2 separate regions of the Danio rerio genome follow, and region 1 is linked to region 2. The links are chromatin contacts, called in public Hi-C maps. All regions are on one chromosome and are shown on one strand. The core of a region is the stretch at or near the end of the contact, and the rest is flanking DNA. Distances in the headings are between cores, read along the strand shown. Region 1 overlaps fbxw11a (F-box and WD repeat domain containing 11a). Region 2 holds the start of si:ch73-233f7.1.

Region 1 (6,221 bases), core at 1,137-3,636, 150 kb before region 2:
GTCTTTCCATCTTTTCCGAACAGTTCTGCTGGGCATTGTGTGCGTCTCCGGCACTCGATGTCTGGGTTTTTTTTATTTTATTCTTCCTCTTCTTGCCTGCTTGCTCATCGAGGGCTGAATCTATAGCTGTAAACAGAATTGTCTTGTCAGATTGTGTTGTATATTAAAGAGTTTTTTAAGAAAAGATATTGTGAATAAAGTACTTGATCATGGTTGGTTTATTGGTCTCGAGGAAGCCGGACATGTTTTCATATCATTATCAAGTATGAGCTTGAATTCGCTGTATTATTGCATGGTATTTTGATTCAGTTGAAGGTAACATTATTAGTCATGTTGTGAGATTTTAATAATTTAAAAATATATATTTTCCAAGTGGGCATCATAGTGGCACAATCGCCTCATAGCAAGAAGGTCACTGGTTTAATCCTTGGCTGGGTAAGTTGGCGTTTCTTTGCGGAGTTTACCTGTTCTCACATGTTCGACATTGAATCAATGTTGTATTCTCGATGTAATAACCTTCCAACGTACCAACGAACTAAAGAACATTGATTATTATAACATTAATTTTGACATTTACATTTAGTCATTTAGCAGACGCTTTTATCCAAAGCAACTTATAAATGAGGACAAGGAAGGCAAGGACGTGCGGCAAGTTTCAGGTATGTAAAGTGTAAGAAGCAAACCCTGCTGAAAAATCCAGCTTAAACCAGCCTACTCTGGTTGGCTGGTTTTAGCTGGTCGACCAGGCTGGTTTTAGAGGGGTTTTGGCCACTTCCAGGCTGGTTTCCAGCCATTTCCAGCCTGGTCCTAACTGATTAGGCTGGGAGATGACCAGCTAAAACCAGCTTGACCAGCCTAGCAGGCTGGGAGCCCAGCCAAAACCAGCTATATTCAGCTTAAACCAGGCTGGTCAAGCTGGTTTTAGCTGGATTTAGCTGGTCATTTTCCAGCCTGACCAGCTAAGACCAGGCTGGAAATGGCTGGAAACCAGCCTGGAAGTGGCCAAAACCCCTCTAAAACCAGCCTGGTCGACCAGCTAAAACCAGCCATCCAGCCTAGGCTGGTTTAAGCTGGATTTTTTAGCAGGGAAACATTAGTAATTTTTTTTTATCTTTTATTTTTTGTAGTACAGTTAGCGAAGGAGCCAGGGAGGAAATTGCAGATTAGGACTGAAAGTGGAGACTAAATAGTTGAGTAATCGACCACTGATACTGACGCTTATAACCAATAATCGACGTTGATTCAACGTCGGCTTCCTATCTGGGTGGTCTCTTCGAATGGCCTTTTGGAATGAAAAATGTTGAAAAATACAACTGATGGACACTTCTGGCTGTCATCCTGAGAGAAGTTTTGTGACAGAAATTTGTGTCTCAAAAGTAATGGTACCATCTGAACAAAAATAGGGATGACACCTGCCTTCCAAATGAAACTGAAGCTGTCTCAATTCGCATACTCTCAATCTAAAATAGTGTACATAAAATGTCCCAAATCATAGTATGGTGAAAAGAGTATGACAAAAGGTTTTCCGGATGATCTACTATTTCCAGTAGAAACTCGAAATGTAGATCTGTCTGGAGCTACAAACTCTCGAAAAAGTGTAAACAAACAACAAACATGGCGGACGCGCGAGACCAACCGTCAAGTAGAGATACTTCGACTTGTTTGAATGACTATTATCTAGCCAACTGGGAAATATTTAAATCACGCTTTCTGTGTAATATTTCATCTGCAGCAACAATTTGAATTTAAAGACCTGTTTGGACATTCCCTTCTGAATGCGTAGTTATCCAAACACCTGAGGAGATTACTCTGCAGAAAGATTCGCGAATAACAGATTAACCTGCTGTTGCTTCTCCAATAAGGTAGGACAAGTTAATCTATATTATTTAAATTAGGGTAATGTTGGTTTTATATTTGGACATTAGTTAATTTTAGCGGTCCTTATATTGTTTATTACGCTACGTTGAGAATTCGGTCTAAAATCGCCTGTAAGTATGACTTCAAAACAACATTAGCACTGTTTGATTGACTGTGAACAATGTTGTATTTAGATAGTCTTTGGCTGCAAATATGATTTCCCTATTTAGAATTTGCAATGAATACTTTTCTGATATTATAGCTATTAAGGATGATGTGCGAATATAAAACAACTTCACCCCCAATGAAATTAACGACACTTGGATGGTGTCGAGATGATTCACAGGAGACGCAAATAAGCAGCATAGCGGTCTGTTAATGAGGAAACAGTTTGTCCCAGAGCTTGTATACTCCTCTGTGACCCTCTCAAAAGTACTTTTGCTTGACAAAACCTCTAGGTGTCATTGCAGTGTTCAGACTGAGCGCTAGGTGTCAGTGTAGATCCACGGAGAGTCTCCAGCTTGAACAAGCCCGGACGCTCCCGAATCCGCCGCCGCTCAGAGCGCGATTGAGTCGGTAATAATCGGATGACAGACCGCCAGAGGCTGTGGATTCATCCAGACTCGAGCCAATACAGAAGATCCTGCCAGAAATCTTGTCTTGTCTTGGTTTGTACGTTAAACACTCTCAATTCAAGTGCGGTGTTGTTTAAGTGTCTTTTTGTTCTGTTTTGCAAAGTTTGAAGAGGTTTAGTTTGTTTTGCTTCTGCTTAGATCAATTTATGGTCAAAAACATGCTGAAAAGCCCCATGTTTACATATTTAATAAAGTCTCTGTTGGCCAGGATTCTGCACAGCATTTTATTTCCCTGAAACAAAATAAAGCTTTTCTTTTTGCAAAAGCATTTATTGCAGGAAGCTAGAATTAATTGAAAATTATCATTCCTAATGTCTAAAATATTATGCTGGATATTTGGGGTTTTATCAAGTTATTTGACTTTATTTATTTTTATTGTCTTTTGTACATTTATGGATGATTTATTTATTTATTTATTTGATGGCTTTCCTCTTTTATTATTTGTTTTATGTGTTTTTTTCTGAATTTGTTTGTACATTTTAAATAGTTTTTTCCTCCCCACAGACACCATTTAAAAAATCCATCAATAATAGAAAGTAAATAATAGATATGTTTTGGTTCTTTTTGGATTCATATATATATATATATATATATATATATATATATATATATATATATATATATATATATATATAATATTTGACTAGATATTTTTCAAGACACTTCTATACAGCTTAAAGTGACATTTAAAGGCTAAACTAGGTTAATTAGACTGGTTAGGGTAATTAGGTAAGTTATTGTATAACGATGGTTAGTTCCATAGACAATCGAAAAAAATATAGCTTAAAGTGGCTAATAATTTTGTCCTTAAAATGGTGTTTAAAAAAATCAAAACTTATTTTATTCTAGCCGAAATAAAACAAATAAAACTTTCTCCAGAAGAAAAAATATTATCAGACATACTGTGAAAATTTCCTTGCTCTCTTAAACATCATCTGGGAAATATAGCAACAATAAAGTAGCAATCAACAACATTCTTCAAAATTTCTTCTTTTATGATTCATAGAAGACCTAATACTTACGGATTTGCATGATGTTAGGGTAAGTCAATAATTAATTAATTAATTAATTAATTAAATTCAGTCATTTATGTACACAGACTTTCCATTACATCATATCATTGAAGAAGATTGGGTTGCAAATGCAGATTTATGCAAACTAGTCTGCAGTTCGAGAGAATTTACTTATTACATTTAGATTTAGTCATTAAGCAGACGCTTTTATTCAAAGCGACTTACAAATGAGGACAAGAAAGCAATTTACACAACTATAAGAGCAACAATGAACTAGTAGTAGTAATAATTATTAGTATTTGTTTAGTATTAGTATTAGTAGTATTCTTATTAGTATTAATTTAGTATCAGTATTCTTATTATTAGTATTCATTTAGTATTAGCATAATTAGTATTTTTATTATTAGTATTTCTTAATTATTAGTATTAGTAGTATTCTTATTAGTATTTGTTTAGTATAAGTATAATTAGTACTTTTATTAGTAATATTTGTTTATTATTAGTATTAGTATTAATTTAGTATTAGTATAAGTAGTATTTTTATTATTAGTATTTCTTAATTATTAGTATTAGTAGTATTCTTATTAGTATTTGTTTAGTATCAGTATAATTAGTACTTTTATTAGTAATATTTGTTTATTATTAGTATTAGTATTAATTTAGTATTAGTATAAGTAGTATTTTTATTATTAGTATTTGTTAAGTATTAGTATTAGTATTAGTAGTATTCCTTTTATTAGTATTTGTTTTGTATCAGTATAATTAGTACTTTTATTAGTAGTATTAGTAGTAGTATTAGTAGTAGTATTTGTTTATTATTAGTATTAGTATTCATTTAGTATTAGTAATCTTATTGGTATTAATATTCGTTTAGTATTAGTAGTATTCTTATTATTAGTATTCGTTTAGTATTAGTAGTATTCTTATTATTAGTATTCGTTTAGTATTAGTATTATTAGTATTCTTATTAGTAGTATTATTTAAGTATTAGAATTCTTATTATTAGAATTAATAGTTTTTTAGTATTCGTAGTATTCTTGTTATTAGTATTCTATTAGTATTATTGGTATTCTTGTTAGTAGTATTAATTAAGTATTAGTATTCTTAGTAGTATTCGATTAGTATTAATATTTTTATTATTGGTATTTTAGTATTAGTAGTATTCTTATTATTAGTATTCATTTATATTATTAGTATTTGTTTAGTATTAGTAGTATTCATATTATTAGTTTTAGGATTAGACGTTCTTTTAGTAGGTCTTTTTAAGACCCCCTCACAACCAAAACAAACAAACAAACAAAAATGGGCTTTCGTTGGATAAACCTAATTAAAGTTTTCTTCTTAGTCTGATACTTGGATCTGGCTGCTTGTCACATTGCACAGATCTCTGACGTGTGATTGGGTGCTGCGAGTGTTGTTCCAGTTGGATAAAACATGTTACGCTCAGCTCAAGACACCCTGCCAACCACCTTCACCCCTGGGTGGACTTATGCTTGGAAATGTTAATATGTCCTCAATAGATTTTCCTTGGCAAACGGGAGCGTTTAAATGCAGAAGTGTAACTCGTCCAGAATAGACTGGAAAAATTCATAACCAGTGCAGAGAGAGAGAGCAAACTAGCACAGGCAGGCCCAGAAGAAGTCTAAGTCTGCTTAAAAACAACCTGCTCTTGTCTGTAAATAATAACAACAGTAACACACTGTAAAAAAATCCATGAATAAGCAGTTTTGTTTTGTTGTTGTTGTATTTTTGTGATTCATGTTTTTATTTTCCCTATTTGTTTCTGCTTTTGAATTGCATTATAGGACTTTTATCTTTCTACCAACAACTTTTAACCTTGAAAAGTTTGAAAAAGTGACTTTTATTATCATTTTTAATAGTATAAAGTGCTTTATTGTCTGGGTTGGTGTTGTGAATTACTCTTCAAAAACCCTTTAATAAACTGCCAGTGTATTTTCTGTTATTATAGAGACTTATTTCTTTCTATAATATTATTTATACAATATAATATTTCAAGCTACTAAAATGTCAATAAACATCATTTCGTTAAACTGTAGTCACAAATGCAGCCTGGTCCAGCTAGGACTTGAACCAGCGACCTTCTTGCTGTGAAGCAGCAGTGCTAGCCACTGAGTCGCCATGTCGCCCTTTCCCAGAAATGAGGAGGAGGGAGAAGGGATGGATGAGAGGGGGGGTTCCTCCCAAACGAAGATAGGGAATAAAGTGTATGTTAATGGTAAATTTGGAATAATCCGAATGGCTAGCTTATGATTACCGATAGTACCAGCTGTGGTCAATCATATCACATGCTCCTCTCGAAATTAGTTTGTGAAACTTCACTTTTGGGCGAGGCAGTGGCGCAGTAGGTAGTGCTGTCGCCTCACAGCAAGAAGGTTGCTGGTTTGAACCTCGGGTCAGTTGGCGTTTCTGTGTGGAGTTTGCATGTTCTCCCTGCCTTCGCGTGGGTTTCCTCCGGGTGCTCCGCTTACCCCCACAGTCCAAAGACATGCGGTACAGGTGAATTGGGTAGGCTAAATTGTCCGTAGTGTATGAGTGTGTGTGAATGTGTGTGTGTGGATGTTTCCCAGAGATGGGTTGCGGCTGGAAGGGCATCCGCTGCGTAAAACTTGCTGGATAAGTTGGCGGTTCATTCCGCTGTGGCGACCCCGGATTAATAAAGGGACTGAGCCGACAAAAAAATGAATGAACTTAACTT
Region 2 (6,316 bases), core at 3,684-6,183:
CCCTTAACTATAACGTTGTCTTTTTCAGAATAAGGTCAATAGTTAGATTAGAGATGTTCACATAAATGCACTTATACTTTGGGCTGTATTTTGTATTTCAAATAGTCAGTATCATCCATCATGGACTTTTTTAAAGGACATAATATCCTTTATAGCGACTGAGACATAGGCTATATTGCAAAACAGTTTATAGTGTCCTGTCTTGCTTTGCGTCTAATATGTGTACTATAAGTGTTGTAATACGTTATATATATATATATATATATATATATATATATATATATATATATATATATATATATATATATATATATATATATATTTAAATGTGTCAATAACAGTAACATGTCTAAGACATGTCTAATTTGTTCAACACATGTTGTACCTGCAAAGTGTCTTACTGTTTAGGTTGACAGTAGTTTAAAAACTATTCTATTAACTTTTATAACAGTTTTTCTATTAATAATATTTTAATGACAGGGTGGACATGCTAAGCTTGACAATACTTAGCTTCGAACACAGTATGAGGAAAATTAGGAAACATATGTGTAGATACTTACTATGAGCAAAGCAGATGTGTTAATCTTCTCTGAAGAAAGGCAATATGGGGACAGAGGTAAAGTTGGTTTTATATTCGCACATTCGTTCATTTAGAAGTCTCTATATTGTTTACCATGTTACTTTGAATATTCGCTCGAAATTAGCATGCAAGTATATCTTGAAAACAACATTACCACTGTTTATTTGACTGTGAACAATGTTGTACTTTGATAGTCATTGGCTGCTAATGTGATTTCGCTTTTTAGAGTTTGCAAATAATACTTTTATGAAATTATATTATTAAGGAGAAAGTCTGAATGTGCGTATATAAAACCATCTTTACCTCTATAAAATGGGGTTGGGGGTGTGGGATGTCACTGGTGTTTCTTAAAGGGGCATTTACCAAATCATAACCAGCAATATCATGCAAAATGCTGAACTTATATTTTGTTTTCAAAATATTATCAAAATTGCTTATTAAATAAGTTTTTAATTAAAAAGAAGTATATTTTTATGCTGTAATTTATTGTTTACACTCCTTGAAGATAGCTCGGCAGTTTGTGGGACGTCAAAATCACTTACATTTAATCAAAGGAAATGGCATAAAATGTTAAAAACATACGTCAAGAGACTTATCGTACTTGTATGTGTGTAAAGGTTTACCCATTTATATTAAAACCTCAGAATTTCATTATTTTGCATTATGTTTTTGTCATATATCACTGATTTGATGCTGTGGGGACATCAAAAGCACTTTATAGTGATAATAAAGCATTCATATATTAAAAAAAAGGTCATATAATGGATAAAATTAGTGTTCATAAACACACAGACGCTTATTTTGAGGTGTTTGTTTAGTCAAAAGTTTAAAGCATCGATGTAACATCCCGAAATGAACAGCAGAGGGAGCTCAAAGATCATTTTTGAAAGAGAAAACTGAAATAATTCGTATGGCACATTCATACACTGTAAAATAACCTGGCTGTTTGTATTTTAAGCTGAATCAAATCAACCTAATGAGTCCATTAAACCTATATTATGTTGAGCTGACTTAAAACAGCTTGTGTATATTATAAAATTAAGTTAGAACTTGATTAACTTAGTTTATTACAATGACCTAAACGACATACTGTCAGGATCAATTGATCACATATGTTTTTACGGTTTATTTTACTACATTTTATAGTATTTTTTCTATTAATATTTGAATTTGACTGAGTGGACATTTTAAGCTCGACAACATTTAACTTCAAATGTGAGGAAAATTAGGAAACATAAGTGTAGATGCTTACTGTGTGCAAAGCAGATATGTTCATCTTCTCTGAAGAAAGGCAAAATGGGGTTGGGGGTGTGGGATGTCACTGGTGTTTCTTAAAGGGGCATTTACCACATTATAAACAGCAATATCATGCAAAATGCTGAACTTATATTTTGTTTTCAAAATATTATCAAAATTGCTTATTAAATAACTTATTAATAAAAAAAATAGTATGTTTAAAAAGAAGTATATTTTTTATGCTGTAATTTATTTTTTACACTCCTTAAAGTTATCTCGGCAGTGTGTGGGACGTCAAAATCACTTAAATTTAATCAAAGGAAATGGCATAAAATGATGAAACAAACTTCAAGAGACTTATCATGCTTGTATGTGTGTAAAGGTTTTTTTCAATTTATATTAAAACTCTCAGAATTTCATTATTTTGCATTATGTTTTTTGTCATATATCACTGATTTGATGCTGTGGGGGCTTCAAAAGCACTTTATAGTGATAATAAAGCATGTATATGTTAAAACAGCTCATATAATGGATAAACAATAAGACATTAAGCATTGTTTTAGTTCCCATAAACACGCATATACAAACGCATATAGGTTTGTGGTTGGTATTAGGTTTGTGTACATACAGTCAGGGGTGGATTTAGTGATTTGGGGGCCCTAAGCAGTTTCAACCATGGGGCCCAAAAGCTCTAAAATATACGTTTTGTACTTTAATTTATTTTAAATTGATCTATTTCGCTGTTTTTATTCTTAAATCACTCCTTTTCTACATTTTGTCTCAATGCAAAAATAATGATAACAACATGTAAAGCATCCTGTCAAACTTTTAAAATGATTTGCTTTCTTAAAAAAGATTCACAACTAAAAATAAAATATAAACTATTAGATTTTTAAAACTAAATCTTTACCTAATTTGCGCATTTGCAATGTAATAAACATTAAACTTATTTTTTTAGACCATCATCATACAAAATATGATAGAAGATTATGTTATATATAATTTATAGGTATTATTTTTGCTTCTAGGTATGTATTTGGGGGCCCTCAGATTTCCCATGGCTATAAGCCGCCGCTTAGGCTTTACCTTGCTTTTAGGTTACATCCACTTTTCTTGTTAGATTGTCTTACACCTCCCCTTCAAAAAGAATCAGATTTTTTTACCAGTGTAAATTTTTATGTGGAGTAGTGTATGATATGAAGCTTTAATATCGCTCTAACCTACATAACCCCCAACTCCAATCTTACAACCATTCAAATACAGTGTGGGTAGCATAATCTGATGGGTATGTCAGGACGGTTATGTCCAAATTTTTAAGCCTCGATGCAACACGCCGAAATGAACAGCAGAGGGAGCTCAAAGATATGTTTTTAAAGGGGAAACTAATAATTTGAATGGCTCATGAAATCTTATACATATTTATGTCTTAATTTCTCTAAGACTACTTTATTCTAAGCTGTTTTGTAGGTTTTATTTTATTTATGTGTTATAAGGGTGACATTTCAAGATCCCTTATATTATACTGTTTGATTATCCAGTGCATTCATGATGATAATGTGGTCACTCTGAATTCTGAAAGCTCTCTCTCACTCTCTCTCTCTCTCTCTCTCTCTCTCTCGTCATTTCTTTGTGACTATCTCTATTTTCTTCCAGAAGTATTGAAGAGAGACAGACAGGGGTTCTGCAAGGTTACCGTGAGCGAGTTTAAATGGAGCTTGTGGTGAAAGTAATGGCACTCTCGCGCCCCGTGGACAATAAGCCGGCGGATGAAACGGGGCTTAAGGCCTCGTGTAATGCATGTTAATGTGACGGGCACCGTGAAATGCGCCGGGGATTATTTATCCAAAAACATTTGTATTCTTCTGTTGAAGAACGGCTGATCCCGGATAGCCGAGCACTAATCCGTCTCTGCGTTAATTAAAAAGAAGTCGAGAGCGGAGGAACTCCTGTTTTTTTTTTTTTTTTCAAATGCAATCATTTCTGCTGGAGCTTTACCATCTGCTGGAGGTTAAGTCTGACAGGAGATTTTATTCTGGGGATATTTAAACCTGGGTGGAGGATTTCACCTCCCCGTGGTGACAAGATCGGAAAACTTAGCTGGAGAAAACAAATCTGGTTTGAATTTGTTTACAGTAGTCAAGCTGGAGTTAACCTGGTTTAGTCTAAAAGCTAGTTGTCTCAAACTAACCAGCCTGGTGGCCAGCAAAGAGCAAACCACCTGAGGCGGTCATAGTGTCCCCCAGCAAGGTTATTCTCTCATCCCTCAAGATGTGCTATAATGAACTCCAAGAATGTGTGTGTGTGCTTGCTTTGTGTGCCTGAAAGAGAGAGAGGGAGAGAGTCGTGCGCGTTCTTAATTAGAACATTCCTCTGAGGATGCTGGTGGGGAGCGCGCATCATCGACTGGTGCATGAAATGGTTTTAGGATCACGAGGATTATCCATGAAAATTAAAGATTAGATTTGGCGAACATGTGTCACTCTTCTAGAAGACACGATTCGGATTTGTCCCATCAAAACAATAACTTCCACAATCTATAATCTTATAAGTCAGCCGGTCTGTTTTTTCCTGTAGTGTAGTCTGTTTACAAGGACTTATCTCATAACCTACATCATTCGTTTAAAAAAGGCCGGAGAGCCACCACTGGAACTCAAGCCAATATATTTCTTTTCTTTTTCTTTTTCTTTATATATATATATATATATATATATATATATATATATATATATATATATATATATATATATATATATATATATATATATATATATATTCGTAATCGGCAATGATTAATTTTGGAAGTTGCTTTCTAAAACCAGCTGGCTGGAAATGAATGAATACTCAATGTATATCTCAAACGAGAATAAATGACCCCACTGGAGAAGGTCACAGAATTACTAAGGATTGACGCTTTTCAGAAACAGAAAATGTTACACTGCCATTTAAGAAATACTGAGTATTGATTAGTTTTAACCTTTTTGCATATTCCCGGGCGATTAGGTGTGCCCGTTATCTCGCGAGTTGGTACAGTGAATATTCTCCTTGCTCTCATGTCGCCGTCCGCCAATACGAATCCTCGCCTACACACACACACGCACACACACGCACACACACCACCTCCCTCTCTCGTCTCACACACTCCTCAAAGCGTCTAACACACTGGAAAATCAAAGCGCTCGCCTCTCCTGCTCACACACCGCCTGCGCTGCGCGCAAAGCGCACAACCCAAGAGAGAGTCAAGTTTGCTGCGAGTACCATTCTCTTTTAAAAATCTACCCATGCACTTTTTAAACATAGTATTTTTTATTCTGCAAAATAATGCAGGTGCTGGTTGTGTACAGAAATAGTTTTTTTTTTAAGATCTGTTTTAATCTTTCACCTCTCAGCATGACTTTTCTCCGTGAAGACAGCTGAGAATATCTGACTTTAGGAAAATGGACCGGAGGCTTCCGAGGAGGCGATGGACGTTGGCAGGGCAAATTGTGTGTCTGCTTCTGTGTGCGTGCGCGCTGGACCGGGTTTTAGCGCAGATTCGCTATTCAATTCCCGAGGAGTTGGAGCACGGGGCTTTCGTGGGGAATATTGCTGAGGACTTGGGCTTGGACGTGGCTAAACTGTCTTCACGGAGATTCCGGATTGTGTCCGGAGCAAGAAAACAATATTTAGAGGTGAATCTGGAGAACGGGATTTTGTTTGTGAATGAGAAGATTGACCGTGAGGAGCTCTGTGAACAAAGTCCCGTTTGTTTCCTGCACTTGCAGGTGGTCATTGAGAACCCGCTGGAACTGTACCGGGTAGAAGTTGAGATTTTGGATGTGAATGACAACGCGCCCAGTTTCCCGTGGAGCGAGTTTAATTTGGAGATCACGGAGTCTGCTGCGCCTGGCTCCAGGTTCCCGCTCGAGAGCGCACAGGATCTTGACGTGGGCTCCAACTCTCTCCGCTCGTACTTGCTGAGCGCGAATCAACACTTTGTGCTGGACATTCAGACGCGGAACGATGGAAGCAAGTTCGCAGAACTCGTTCTCCAGTCTCCGCTGGACCGAGAGCAGCAAAAGATGCACGAGATGGTGCTCACTGCTGTGGACGGAGGCTCTCCGTTGCGCTCGGGCACGGCTCAGATCACGGTAACTGTATTGGACGCGAATGACAACGTCCCTGTGTTTGATCGCTCTGTCTACCGCGTCAGTTTGGTGGAGAACGCGCCGAGAGGCACGCTCGTGCTTAAACTGAACGCCACGGACCTGGACGAAGGCGCAAACGGCGAGATCACTTATTCGTTTAGCGGGCACGCGCCTCTGAAGGTGCGGGAGCTGTTCAGCGTGGACTCGCACTCGGGGGAGATACGGGTGAAGGGAATAGTGGACTACGAAAGGGCCAGCGTTTACGAGCTCTACGTGCAGGCGAAAGACAAGGGACCCTCCGCCGTGGCCGTGCATTGTAAAGTGCTGGTCGATATTCTGGACGTGAACGACAATGCGCCCGAGGTCATATTAACCT

Evidence for each region. A called contact is a pair of places that touch in the nucleus more often than the background predicts.
Region 1: a Hi-C map of embryo shows a contact between it and region 2, with 4 times the contacts expected there. The contact joins the enhancer-like site here to the promoter of si:ch73-233f7.1 in region 2. A contact is called at or near these places in 8 of 18 Hi-C or Micro-C datasets (caudal fin, embryo, fibroblasts and 3 more) and 2 of 4 datasets of contacts at active chromatin or transcription factors (caudal fin and embryo).

What each region holds. Positions count from the first base shown.
Region 1 is chr14:3,055,671-3,061,891 of GRCz12tu, reverse strand. It overlaps fbxw11a (F-box and WD repeat domain containing 11a), which reads left to right. Exons shown (of 13, transcript NM_201310.1): 13 at 1-212. Among named protein-coding and RNA genes, the nearest start is that of fbxw11a, 40 kb to the left of the region's middle. Within about 2 kb of position 2,386, at least 31 of the 62 cell types and tissues checked have an H3K27ac peak or open chromatin away from gene starts, as enhancers often do.
Region 2 is chr14:2,908,095-2,914,410 of GRCz12tu, reverse strand. si:ch73-233f7.1 reads left to right here and starts at 4,933. Exons shown (of 5, transcript NM_001365181.1): 1 at 4,933-6,316. The coding sequence starts at 5,251.